3 separate regions of the Mus musculus genome follow, and all the other regions are linked to region 3. Evidence: chromatin contacts called from public Hi-C data. All regions are on one chromosome and are shown on one strand. Each heading gives the region's core, a stretch centred on a gene start, on an enhancer-like site or on the middle of the called end of the contact. The rest is flanking DNA. Distances are from core to core; before and after follow the strand shown. Region 1 has its middle 38 kb from the start of Gm31419. Region 2 overlaps Fam160a1 (family with sequence similarity 160, member A1). Region 3 has its middle 38 kb from the start of Gm30944.

Region 1 (4,356 bases), core at 187-2,686, 550 kb before region 3:
GCTGAAGCAAAGTAATGCTCCTCTTTTACAAAGCCATCTCGTTGTGTTTACCTTGATGTTAACCGTGCTTTCTCATTTATCTGATACGTATTATTGTCTGGCAGGATATTGTGCCATATGTAATGATTATAATTTAGAAATGAAAACCACTACTTGTCTTCCTCCCTCCCCTTTGGTTGTTGCTGGCTCTGTGGATTTTTTTCCTCTCCCTCTCTGCCTGTAAACATCTATAAAATGAGTAAGAGTAAATGAATTACACAGGTGTAATCCCATTGAAGGTTCTGGAAACAGCCTTTAGCCTCCAGATCCAAGCTCTTACGGTCTGTGTCAGATCAGAAGTGCGAGATAGAATCACAGCTCTGTTATTCAAGGTTTGCTTTTTGCTAATTTTATGGGGAACATAAAAGCTAATGTAAAGCATCTGTCACATCCTTGACCCCCTTGAAGAAACCTGTATCCATGGCAGCCAGAAGCAGGGAGGAGGAGGAGATCCCCAGGTTTACACACAGCATCTCAGAAAAAAAAAAAAAAAAGAAGAAGTGCTTATCTCTTGAGTGTCCTTCCCTGCTGTGCCGATGCACTGATAAGGTTAGGGTTTCATTCTATCAAATCAGCACTCATTAATTGGGCTCATCTCCTCTTCCCAGTGCTAGAATTACAGCAGTGAACAAATCACACAAGAATCCTCCTGTCCCATCACCCGGAGCCCACTTACACTATGACTAAACAAGATAGAAAAAAATGTTGCACATAACAAGCTCTTCACACAAAACTGGTTAAGGCAAGAGTTAGGGGCCTAATCTTTCAAGGCTGCAGCTGGGCTTTTCCATTGAATAGGCTGGGTGCCAAAGACCTCACTGATAAAATGATGCTTGGGCAGATATCAGAAGGAGGGAGAGCCCCAGTGCAGATTTCTGGATGTAGAGACTCCCAAGCTTGGAGACAGCCTGTGCAAAGACCCTGAGACTGAGGCTTGGCAGAGGGAGTAGCAATACTCATGTGTCCCCAGTCAAATGAGAACAAAGGAAGGAACCAAGTGCATAGAGATTTAGAAGTCCGTGTATTATAGGGCTTTCTAGGACCAAGGAAGGCCCTGAGATCCTCTGGGAGGAGTTGGAAATCCCTGAAGAGTTTCAGATAGAGAAATGGTCCATTTCAAACAAAACACCTAACACAGCTTCATAAGAGTTAGGGAGTTGGGCTTTCAACGGTAAGACAGGCTGCTGCAGGAAAACCTGACAAGAGATCATGGTGGCTCGGAGGAAGGTGGCAGGTGGTGCTGAGATAGAGTTTACTGAGGTTGTAAGTTGAGGGCAGAGCCAATGGAATCTGCCAACAGATTGAGTGTGGGATCCCTTCACAGACCGATTCTCTGAAATCGTTACTTAAGGTGCACGAGGAGTTCTGGACGCCTCTTCCTGAGGATAGACACTCAGCATTACATCACTGGCCACATTTGGAATTTCTTTCTTTCTTTGCTGCGTTTTGTACTGAGCACATCTACAGCATTTGCAAGGCCAGAGAAATATCATTTCTGTGCCTTTCTGTTTTTGGACTGCAGATTCTTGCTGCCACAGAGAAGCATCCCTACAGAAGTGCTGCAATCCTCTTGGGTCCAAGAACAACACACACATCCATCCTTCTGCTCACCACTGCCTCCCTGCATCAATTATGCCTCCACCGTAATCTCCGATGTCTCCTTCCTCCAGACTCTGCTCCAAGCTGTAACTGATTCATGTTCAGCCTGATGCAATAATCTTTACACTGACTCTTCTGTTTTCATGCTTCCAGAAAACTAGCAGCTTGCAGCCAAAATTACCCTTGTCCAGTTTCATTTCCATCCACTTGCTGTCCCTCTGAGAGTCCTGTCTCTGCCTCTCTCTCTCTCTCTCTCTCTCTCTCTCTCTCTCTCCTCCCCCTTTCCCTCCCTCCTTTTCTCTCTCCCACTAAATTGAAATAGTTTAGCATATTCTTTGTACACACTCTCACCCTGTCCTTTTCATCTTTAGCACATACCTATGTAATTTTGGGTTCTCTCCGGCAAGCCACCTAGAGAACTGAGTACATCAGGTAAACACCAGGTATGAATCAGAAACACCGTCATCCGATTTTCTGGTTATCACTGCCTAGAATGTGAGAATGGAACACAAATAGTAAATAGGACCACAAGGGGTAATTCTTTACTCTGCAGACCTTAATTTTCCTTCTAAGTGTAATAAACAGCTGACCTGAGAGTGCATAGTCATTTCTGGAGCTTGATCAATACTTCTGGCTCTGTGACTTCAGATACACAAAGAGAATTGTATCTTCTGGTCCTTTTGGGGGTAGATGAAGCCATGAGACTAACTCTGGCTAATAATGTAAAAAGGTTGCATCCATCATGATGACTCCCCCCCATCCCTTGGTCACTGGTGGTGTTCTGATTTATTGAATGGCTCTGACATATAGCTCTTTTGGCAACCTGGCAAATATATGGCATAGCCAATAAACTTTTTTTTTGACTACTGAGATTTTAGGATTCTTACTACAGTATGATCTATGTCTCTCTTTTTTTTCCCCCCATGGTACTGGGAATCAAATACAGAGACACATCTATGCTGCTAGGTATATACTTTGCCACTGAGCTAAGCCCTGTTCCAACCTAGCCCATGCTAGCTTGATTTATTCAAGTTACCTGTTTCTGTAATAGGTACTTAAGAAGTGACTTTAAAGCAGATGAAACCTTGAATGAATAATAAGGCCTTGCCTAAGTAGGTATCAGACTGACTGATTCTAGCCCTGGAGGCCTTAGGAACTAAGGGAGTAAAAGGAAGATCAGCCCTGGCTTTAGGTAAGGGGAGATAACCTGATGGCAAACTCACATAAGACATCTATCTATAAGGGCTTTCTAGGGTTGGAACTCACATAAGACATCTATAAGGGCTTTCTAGGGTTGGAACTGAGCTTTCTTGCTTTGCCTCAACCAAGCAGCCACATAGCTGGGGTCCTATCTGCTCAGGAAGGAATTTCCATCACAGACGATGACAAGAAGTGAAGGCGGGAAGGGCCACCTGCTCTGCTTCATGACTTCCAGAGAGGCAAGTGCACATGCCCCATGACCTGTTCGCCCAAGCCTGTGGTACTGACACAAGCACGTGACTGTGGACAATGCCCGTGGACAGCTCAAGCAAGGTCAGGAGAAAGCCAACATTCTCGATGCCGTCTAAGTACCACAGAGTGGCAAAGAAATGACTTCTGCTTCCTGTAGAGACCATTAGCTAAATTGCAATATCTCATTCTTGGACTGCCTTTGCCAGGGTATTGTTTCTTGCTTTGAACCTGGGAAAGGGAAGGAAGAGGCAGGCGACCGTCTACCTCCCTCTTCTTTTCTATGAAACCCACTGTTTAGAAGGACGCTTTGTTTTTAATTGGCAGGGGGAGGCTAGTGAGAGCCGCTAGCTTTCTGCTTGTGTTATGATTTTGTGACAGTGTGAAGTCAATCTTTGAGCAGTTACAGCTCTCCAGAGCTGTCAGTAACTCAGAGACTTCAACTCTGATTAAAACTCATGACTAGAAGAAATTACCATAATTCGGTGACAGGCCCAGAGAGAAAGCCGTGATGATACGCATAACAGTGTGCCAGTGAAGAGGGCACCACGGCGAGTGCTTTACTTTAGTACCTAGGACTTTCCTCAGGGTTACCACTGGGGACCATCATCGTCTTGTCAATGAAAGTGAGCCAGTGTGTGCTTGGCCTGCCTCAGATACTCACCTTGGGGAGGAAAAGAGGTCAGGCATATTCACCTGCAGTGATTTTTCTATTGGACGCCATGTTGTGAAAACAGAAGCTATCTGACCTGTGTGGTGAAAGGACCAGCAGAGAACGGAATTCAAAGTTCCAGTCCAATAAGCCAATTAATTGTCTGAACCCCTCTGACCACCTATAACAAAGCCTCTCATGTCAGGGTTCTCAGAAACACACTATGCTGTTCCTTCTGTCACCAAGCTGTCCTTCTGCCCCCAGGCCACAACAGGCTGCTTCCTGTTACTCTACCCTGATTGGGCCCCTTGCATGCCTTTCACACATATCCATTCTTTTTAGGTGACACTAGGACCTTGGTAGGTTCTTTTGAGCTCAGCCACTAACTCTGCTAATGGCTTAAGGCCTGGGATGTTCTGGCTGCATCTTAACCATGAACTTTTCAGTTTGAAGCCCAAAGTATTAGAATTTAGCCTACACGGGTAGGCTGATTGATGTTGGGGAGGTGAGTCTGTCTGGGGGGAGGGTTCTAATCATACCAGGTAACTATTGTATCCCTCCAGTGAAATGGTGCAGTGCCCTGCTGGTGTTGTGGGACTGTGTAACTCTCTCTACTT
Region 2 (4,299 bases), core at 331-2,830, 680 kb before region 3:
TCCGACACTGAGGGAGAACCACTCAGGCATGTGCATAGGACAAGAAGTCCCTGGTCACATGTTGCTACTTGGTAAACATTACTCAACATGTTAGATATTCTCTACCAACACAAAGGCTTGTTGCTATGACACTTTCGGTGGCCTCTGACATCTGCATGCAGTCCATAGCATGGGGAGACAGTGAATTATACATTTTGATCACTGACAGAATCAGGACTATAGAACCAAAGGGGAAAAGCAATGCAATTTCTAAAAATTATTTGTTGTCTGAGCTTTTCAAGGTTCTTCATAGATTTCAAGGTACTCCAGGTGGTTGTGGAGTCAGGATGTCAACTCTCCTTTATAAGGAGAAGCAGACACATGTCCTCTGTGTCCACACCCTGGCTATGGCCCCTGTGACTTTGCAGTTCTGCGGACACTTGTCCCTCATGTCCAGCCAGCCCTGGCACTGTGTCTGTCCTCCCTGCAGGCCCATTCATCAGCGTGGTCCTGTCAAAGCTGGAGAACATGCTGGAGAACTCTCTGCATGTCAACTTGCTTCTCATCGGCATCATCACCCAGCTGGCCAGCTACCCACAGCCGCTCCTTCGCTCCTTCCTCCTCAACACCAACATGGTCTTCCAGCCCAGCGTCCGCTCGCTCTACCAGGTGTGTTACAGCCACGCCCATTCCTTCTGTCCTTCCCTTCCTCTCAGGACTTTGTTAACTTGGTTCCCTTCCCGTCCCAGCAGGCTGGCTGTATAGACGGTTCTAGACAAGCTGCAGTGCTTCATTTGGCTTGATGTTTTGAGAGTTCCTTACCAGGAACACAGGCAGTTAAAAATGAGCAAATGTCCAGTACCATAACAGTCCCTGTAATGAGGGATGGACCCGAAAGATGTATTGGTGACTGAGAGCAGACTCGGGCTGAGGAGTAATAGCATCATTAATGTGGTTTTTGACAGGTCCTTGCATCGGTGAAAAACAAGATCGAGCAGTTTGCTTCTGTGGAGAGAGACTTCCCAGGCCTCCTCATCCAAGCTCAGCAGTACCTGCTCTTCAGGGTGGACATGTCTGACATGGCCCCTGCGGCACTCACCAAAGGTCAGCCAGCTTTCTCCACTGTGCCTGTCTTAGCCTGTGCCCAGTCCCCCACATTTTGTTTGCAGGTGTTCTTGGAGTCTGGAACCTATATGCATCAAAGAACCTTTTTGTTTGTGTCCATCCTAGAACCACCTCTTTCTAGTGTTCTCAGATTTAAAAGGAAGTGCTCCTGCTCCCAGGCCTGCCCTTCCCCTCCATGGAGGATCTGGCTGCCCATCCATTTTCCTAACTGAGGTGGTTCAAGGAAGGAGCTGACATGAGATGTTGACAAACTGCAGTATATCAGCCCCCGCAGACTCCAGGGAGGCATCACGTGCACTCCTGGAACCATCTTTTGGCTGTCCCTGCCCTGCAGATGGCATCTGTTCTCTTTATTATATTTTTAGAGCATTTTGTACCAAAAACTAAACATGTTTCAGGACTCCAGGAGGCGGACACTGTTTGTTCGAATGAGGGTAAACGTGTAGTTTACCCTCAGCAATTCCTGCTTCGCTCAGCAAAGGGGAGGTGTTAGGTGGGTCATGGCAGAACAGAGAGAGGTGGGTGGCAGCGAGGTGTGACAGAGGAGAGCTGAGAATAGCCCGAGGCCTGGGGAGTACTGCTGCTTGGCCTGGTTTCTGGTTAGACAAATCTGATGGCCACTGTCTCCTGAGCTGTGACATAGGCAGGCCCTGGTGAGCACAAACAAGCGAATGTCCAGTATTGTTGTGGCCTACCTGGCCATGCTTGTCCAGGTATGGGACAAAGCTTCTGTGAGGCGGCTGAGCAGTGGGGAGACTGGGGCCTCCGAGCTAAGGCAGGTGACCAGAAACAAGGCTGGGTATGAGAGGCAGAAGCATGACTCTGAGAGAGATTGACACCTTCATAAGAAGCTCAGAAGAGCCCAGCACTGTGTGCAGCTACTGGCTCCTGTCTCTAGTGTCTGCTGTGTTATCCGGGTCACTTTGCTTCACTGGGTCTTATGTTCCTGTTTGTGGAGATGGGGCTAGGCACGAACCCAGGGCCTCCAGCAGGTTAAGCACACGCTACCACTCAGCAGTACTCTCAGCTCCTCTCTTGACAGTTAAAGGGAAGGTTTGCTCATCTCTCAGGCACTCTCTGGCCACAGCAAGAACTCTGATTGAGGTTCTTTTGGGGTACTACGCGGCAGATTTTAGAAGAAAGTTGGGCTAAGTACCACTGGTGAAATGAGGGGCCAGGTTTTAACTTGTTAGAATTCAAAAAGAGAAGGTAAGGCCATTGTGGGCGGGAGGGCTGTGTGCAGTGAGTGGGAAGGTGGGTCTCCACTCTGGGCTGTGCCCTTTGCCCAGCCCTGTTGCCTGGAGAGGAACGGAGCCTTTGTCCTGCTCAGCTTCTGAAGTCCTCTGAGTTAGTCTTTGACAGTCTGCAGCAGCTTTTCAGAGCCAGGCACCATTTCAGAAGCCAGCCCTGGCCCTGATGTGATGTGCACTTCCTTCTCCCTAGCTTTCCCTTCGGGTGCTGTGCATGCTTGTTGGGCCCTTTTGTAACTCAGGTGCCTGCAGCCAGAGTTGCTTCCCCAGTCAGCGTCTGCATTCTTAACTTCCTGGTGTCCCTTCGGAAAAGGCAGCCTCCTCAGGGAGCAGTTAAAAGGATCCCTGCTCTACAGCAGGAGGATGGAGAGGTTTCTGTGATGACTGAAGGGACCAGGTCATTGGCTCCTGAGGTTTAGTTACTTTCTCAGCAGAAAGGAGGAGAAGGAGGAAGAAAAGGAGGAGGAAGAAGAAAGAACTCCCACTCAAATACATTAAAACTACACAATAATAGTGCCATGACCCGACTTAATGTAAAGACTCCTTTAACTGAGCTCTGATTCTAGAAGGTGGCTAGATGCTAACCCATTTTACAGCAAAGGAAACAGCCTTGGTGATCCAGGCCAGGGTAATCACTCAAATCTGCCTACTTGTGACACATTGAAAGGCCATCTCCTGGTGGTAAGCCAGCTCGGGTCCACCCCAGGGGATGCTGGAACTGCCTGAAGGATGTCCCTGTAAGTCTTCGGACCCCTTTGCTGCTCTTCTGTGTCATGAACAATGATTTGTGGATTCAAGCTGGGCAGGCAAACCTTAGCAGTGACATCTCCAATTCACAAGTCACGCTAGATGTAAAAAATCCACAAAGAGCATGGTTTAGCGAGCAGGGTGGGGTTGAGTTGGGAAGTGGAGGTTAGGCGTGAGAGGCAGCTCTAAGGAGAACTTGAGTGTGGAGGAGTGGGGGGTTATTTCCTTGGTCACACATTCTGCAAAGTGTTGTAGGCTCCCTGGATAGACTGGCCAGGGTTTGTGAGACATTCTCAGGGGGCTTGGCTCTTGAAAAGAGCAGTGTGTGGCTGAAACCCTGTGCCAGCCTCCAGTGAATGGGGCAGGGACCCGGGCAGAGAGGGGCTTTCGGGAAGTGAGTGGCAGCTGAAGTGGGCCACATGCAGTCTAGTGTGGCCCCTGTGTATTGATACCTGGTGACTCACTTGATCATTATAGCAATGCCATGAGCTTCTGACAGTCAGAGGAAGTGAGAGCACAGAGAGGTGAAGCCACTTGCCTGGAGTAGCCCAGCTGGTAGGTAGGTCACAGAATCTGTGCTCTTAGCTATAGTCCCAGTGCCTCTGAAGCTTAGTAAGATGTGGGTGAAGGGAAATGTGGGGACGGAGCTGCAGGGGACGAGGCAGCCAGCACAGCATAGATTCCAGTCTGGGTGTTCTGATCCCCAGTGGATCCAGGCCAGCTTCCCCAGTGAGCTCCGATGGCTCGTGGGAGACCTGAAGTGTCTGAGGACCAGTGTGGGTGGGTCACCAAGGCTGACCTTGGGCCTCTGCATTGTTAATACCCCTGATGGGGCTAGAGGGAGCTCTGATAAGAGATAGTAGGAGACAGATTCTCAACAACTTCTCTGTGACACGAACTGTGATATGCTTTAATCCAAAAGGATATTTAAAGCAGCAAAGTAGAGGATTTTTTTTAACACTAAAGACTATAGTAGTGAGATGTAGAAAGTACTATAAATGTCAAGAATTTTTAGTGCCGTCGTTAAGCAACACTCTGAAAAGTGTTGAAAAATGGGGCTGAATTCTAAAAAGCAGCCAGAATAATGAAGAGCCTGGATACCGTGATTTGGGAGGGTTGATGGGATCATTTGGGGAGGGGCAGAGGTGGCATAAAGAACTCCTACAAACATATGAGGGCTGGAGAGCTCAGGAATCAG
Region 3 (4,206 bases), core at 188-2,687:
CTTTTTTAAATCTCTGCTTTTCTTTTTCTCTCAGGGTTTAATTTGTTTTTCTCAAAGGCACCTCAGCAGTCCTTCCAATCAGCTTTCAATTCTGTTCATTTTCTTGTTCCAGTCTAATCTTCTAATTTTTTTATTTTTCCCTACTTTAGCTTTCCATTTATGTCTTCTTAACTCTTTTAATTTTTATTTTGAATAGATAATTTTTCTCCCATATTTCAGTTTCCATGAGCTCTTTTTAAAAGTTGCATTTTACCCCCTTACACGATGCAGTGTTTTCTCCTGTGAGGGTAACATGATTCTTTATAAGATTTCATATTCTTTGTGTGTGTGCACAACAGTATAGGTGTCTACAGAGGCATCAGATCCCTTAGAGCTGGAGGTGTAGGCAGTTGTGAGTCAGCGTGGGTGCTGGGACCCAATGGTGGTCCTCTGTTAGAGCAGTATGTGCTCTTAACCACTGAGCCAGCTCTATAGTTCCATATTATAGTCCCTTACCAAGGTTTCTTATGGTATTTGGGTGGGGGGTGTTACTCTGAAATTTCACCCTTTTTCCAAATGCTCAGCCATCCTATCATATTTAAGAGACTGACAGTGAAAGACCAAGAAACCTGGGCATGATTTTGCATGCTTTCGATTCCCAAGTGCGGGCTAAGATGGAAGTGGGCTAAGATGGAAGTTTCGTCTCTCAGGAAATGAGACTCCACTGCACACTATATTCCCAAAGGGAGACTTTCAGATCCCTGGCACATTTGGGAAGGCATTTTGAATATTGTACCCCGGAAGTCTTATTGATGAGTAAGTCTGAAAATGGTCACCAAGACACTGTTAGTGGTAGTGGCAGTGACGACGATGATCACTGCAAAGTGAATTAGTCACACACTCTGGCCTCCACACATGTAGGATGCCACCGTGTACATGTCTCCCAGTAAATAATAAGTGTAAGAAAAAATTAAAACTTGTAGAGTCACACAGGTGGCTGAAATGGAATTTGGATCCGGTTGTCTCTCCTTCCTGATGATGGTAATAGCACTCGGCTGCTGAGATGTGTTGAGGATTCACCGTGCACGCCTTTACCTTCTGCATGGTCTGGCCTCCTTTCAAGCCTCAGAATGCAGAAGCTTGCTGTTCCTCTCTTTGGATGGCTGTTTTTGGCACACAAGTAGACCAGTAACATTTATTTTTAAAAATTCTTATGTAACTGAAGTATTTAACTTCTGTAGCAATTCCCTGCCCCCCTGCCCAAGGACCTGAAAACAGACCTTCTTTAAAAATTATAATTACATTTATTATTCCTGTAGAGGGAGGGAACAGGCATGTTGAGGTCAAAGGGCAACTCGTGGGAGTTAGTTTTCATCTTCCACTGTGTGGATCTCAGGGATTGAACGCAGGCTGTCATGCTTGATGACAAGCACCCTTCTGGCTGAGTCATCTCGCCCGCCCTAAAAAAGGTGGCTTATGACTTTCCCAACACAATTTCCCCACTCCTCCTGTATTTCCTCTGCTGTGCGGAGCTCAGAGAACAAATTGTTCTCTAGCAACTCTTTTGTTTTTGCAGTTGGAGAGATTGAGGGGATCCCAGCACACAACACTAGAAAACTGACTCGTGTTTTCTACAGTTCTCTCCAGTTGAGTTAAGGCTCGTGGTTGTTATATCTTCCAAATTGATAGGTCAAGAATGAGGATCACTGGTATGATATGCACACACACACACACACACACACACACACACACACACCCTCAGGTTTGCAAGACAGTGAGATATTCTGAATGAGATATACATAGTGCATAGTGGTCCATACCTTTAATCTCAGCACATGGGCAGCGTAAACAGATATAGCTTTGTGAGTCTGAGGTTAGCCCGGTCTATGTAGAGCATCCCATGACATTTAGGGCTGCATCATGAGAACTTTTCTTTAAAAAAAAGGCGGTGGGTGGATCCCCTAATGCAAGTTTCTCTTCTTGTGTGTGTGTGTGCTTGGCAATAAAATGAGATTATCTGTAATAAAAGTGTTTCATTACACAAGTCAATTACAAATATTTACAGTCCAAGTGTACAAGGCAGCTGAAGTTAGAGTAGTTGTTAGGTCTCAAACCTGGGACAAAGAGCTGAGGCGCTGATTTAACTGGATCAAACTGGATCTGGTGGCCAGGTTCTCCCAGCATCCCTCAGTCCCTGTTACAGGGTCCTCTTGGCTGGCATACTCTGCCCTCTACCCTAAACTTCTGCAGCCCAAGGGCTGGGCTGCCCTTCCCCTAGCTGCTCTTCCCTATAGAATCCAGCCATTTTGGCTACACCAGCCCTTTTGGCCTCTTGCTCCAAGCTCCCTCCTCTCTATCCCTCTTCTTCCTTCTCACTTCTCCTCACATGATCCACCTCAGTCTGCTGGTCATGTCCACTATGGACTCTCTCCCTGATGCCTCTGTCTGCACTCTCCCTCCTATCTACCATAAGACTTCTCCTCTACCGTACCTAGTATACCATGCCCTCCTTTTATTCTTTTTTTTTCTTCATTCAGTAATAACTACAAATCCTTAATGACTACATGTCAAGCCCTATACTAACTTGACCTACATTGTGTCATGTTGTCCTCATATTACCTCACCTACAGATGAGAAGACTAAGTTGTGAGACTGGCCAATTCACCTTGAAACTGAAGAGGCTACATAAGGGCAATGAGTTACTGGAAGTTGTAGTACTTTAAGATGGGCATGGGTTGCTGGGAGTTGTAGTCCTCCTGATGGGCAGAGCCATGCCACAATGAGATGCACTTCTAATACACAAACCTAATGATCTCCTTAAACATATCACAAGGAAGGGACCCACATTTACTACTTTGTTGTATGGTTCTGATTCTAAGCACTCACTCTGGATCCAGTTTTGACAAGTCTAAGTTAGTAAGCTTCAGCTCTCCCAAATCCGTATCCAGTGTTTACCGCGGGTGCTCTTCGTTGCATCCTTACCTTTTTGGATCCTTTTGGTGTGTTTAAACTACCACCTTACTTTATCGGGAGTGTCATCAGATTGATAAGCTCGCCTTTTCTGATTATTACTTAGTATGGTGGAAGGACGGTTTGATGAAGTCTTATGAACTTCATTGTGAATCTAAGTCTTGTTAGCAACCTCATACTGAAGAGTGCTTTGCAGTTTCTTTTGTAAGCTGTGAACCTCTTGGGGAAAAAGTAAATTGGCAAAATGTTTTTGTGGCTCATAATAGTGGAACCTTTGGTTTGCAAGGATCATCTCTAAGTAATTTTTTGTTTCTTGCAGACCAGAGCTGTCCAAGTGAAACAAAGTCCACAGACAAACAGAAGAAATAGGTTTTGGCCCAAGATGTTCAGGAGAGTCAGCAAAATATGGATCCCCTCAGTGGTTCCTTGTCCTCCAGAATCCTGGGAAGAATCAGATCTGAAATACAAACACTGCTATTTTTATACTCAATGGTAAACTGGGAAGTGGCCAGGTGTTTGCAGCAAGGAGCGTTCCTAGGAGTTGGAGCTAGACTTCTTTTGTACTCTTCTTCACTGGGGAAAGGTACGCACGTTCTGGTGCTTTCAGCTCGGTGCCTTCCCTTTCCTGAAGAAACTTTCAAATTACCTTTTGATAGTGTTCTGTTGTTAAGAGATGGCAGTTGGCAGGGGCATCCCTCATCTGGGCCTCACAAGTATTAATTGAGTGGCTACTGAGACATGCTGGCTGGTGACAACGCCAGATCATGCTATGTTTGTTTACAATTCAAAGCAATGACTAAGAGAGCCGAGTGCTGCCACTTTGGATCTAACAGGACCTAGCTTGTAGGTGGCAGAAAAGTGCCAAAATGAAAGATTATGTACCAGCTTTTCAGACTGCCATATGGTTTACTTAATGCAGGAGTCCAGAACAGTGAACACCCATAACCACCTCTCATATCCAGTAGCCAGTGATCACTGAGGCAGACACGGGGGTCTCCTTAGTCACTAAGCCTCTTTTCAACTGTTTGCCTTTGGAGGCAGGTCTCATGAAGCCTCGACCTCCTGACCCTCATACCTCCTGAGTGCTGGAATTACAGACAGGGACATCTAGCCTGGTTTTTGTTTTGTTCTGTTCTGTTTTCCTTGCTGGGTGAAGGAGGAAAAGGAACAAGGGAATGCAAGGATGTCAACACAGAAGAAACTGATTCCGGTAGTCTCTGTGTATGTAAAGGTGCTTGTGCATCCAATCTTCAAGAT

Evidence for each region. Hi-C and Micro-C count contacts between places; a contact is called where the count stands out from the background.
Region 1: a contact with region 3 is called in a Hi-C map of cerebral cortex, with 2.0 times the contacts expected there. The contact joins two enhancer-like sites. A contact is called at or near these places in 1 of 484 Hi-C or Micro-C datasets (cerebral cortex) and 2 of 115 datasets of contacts at active chromatin or transcription factors (SST interneurons and neural progenitor cells).
Region 2: a contact with region 3 is called in a Hi-C map of cerebral cortex, with 5 times the contacts expected there. The contact joins two enhancer-like sites. A contact is called at or near these places in 1 of 484 Hi-C or Micro-C datasets (cerebral cortex), 1 of 115 datasets of contacts at active chromatin or transcription factors (neural progenitor cells) and 1 of 9 other capture datasets (embryonic stem cells).

Annotation. Positions count from the first base shown.
Region 1 is chr3:85,528,036-85,532,391 of GRCm38.p6, reverse strand. It overlaps Gm3740. Among named protein-coding and RNA genes, the nearest start is that of Gm31419, 38 kb to the right of the region's middle. Within about 2 kb of position 1,436, at least 18 of the 459 cell types and tissues checked have an H3K27ac peak or open chromatin away from gene starts, as enhancers often do. A contact at or near this core is called in SST interneurons and cerebral cortex, where this site is marked.
Region 2 is chr3:85,662,137-85,666,435 of GRCm38.p6, reverse strand. It overlaps Fam160a1 (family with sequence similarity 160, member A1), which reads left to right. Exons shown (of 12, transcript NM_172682.3): 10 at 470-648; 11 at 945-1,083. Among named protein-coding and RNA genes, the nearest start is that of Gm40082, 48 kb to the left of the region's middle. Within about 2 kb of position 1,580, at least 18 of the 459 cell types and tissues checked have an H3K27ac peak or open chromatin away from gene starts, as enhancers often do. A contact at or near this core is called in cerebral cortex, where this site is marked.
Region 3 is chr3:84,982,437-84,986,642 of GRCm38.p6, reverse strand. No RefSeq gene overlaps it. Among named protein-coding and RNA genes, the nearest start is that of Gm30944, 38 kb to the left of the region's middle. Within about 2 kb of position 1,437, at least 13 of the 459 cell types and tissues checked have an H3K27ac peak or open chromatin away from gene starts, as enhancers often do. A contact at or near this core is called in SST interneurons and cerebral cortex, where this site is marked.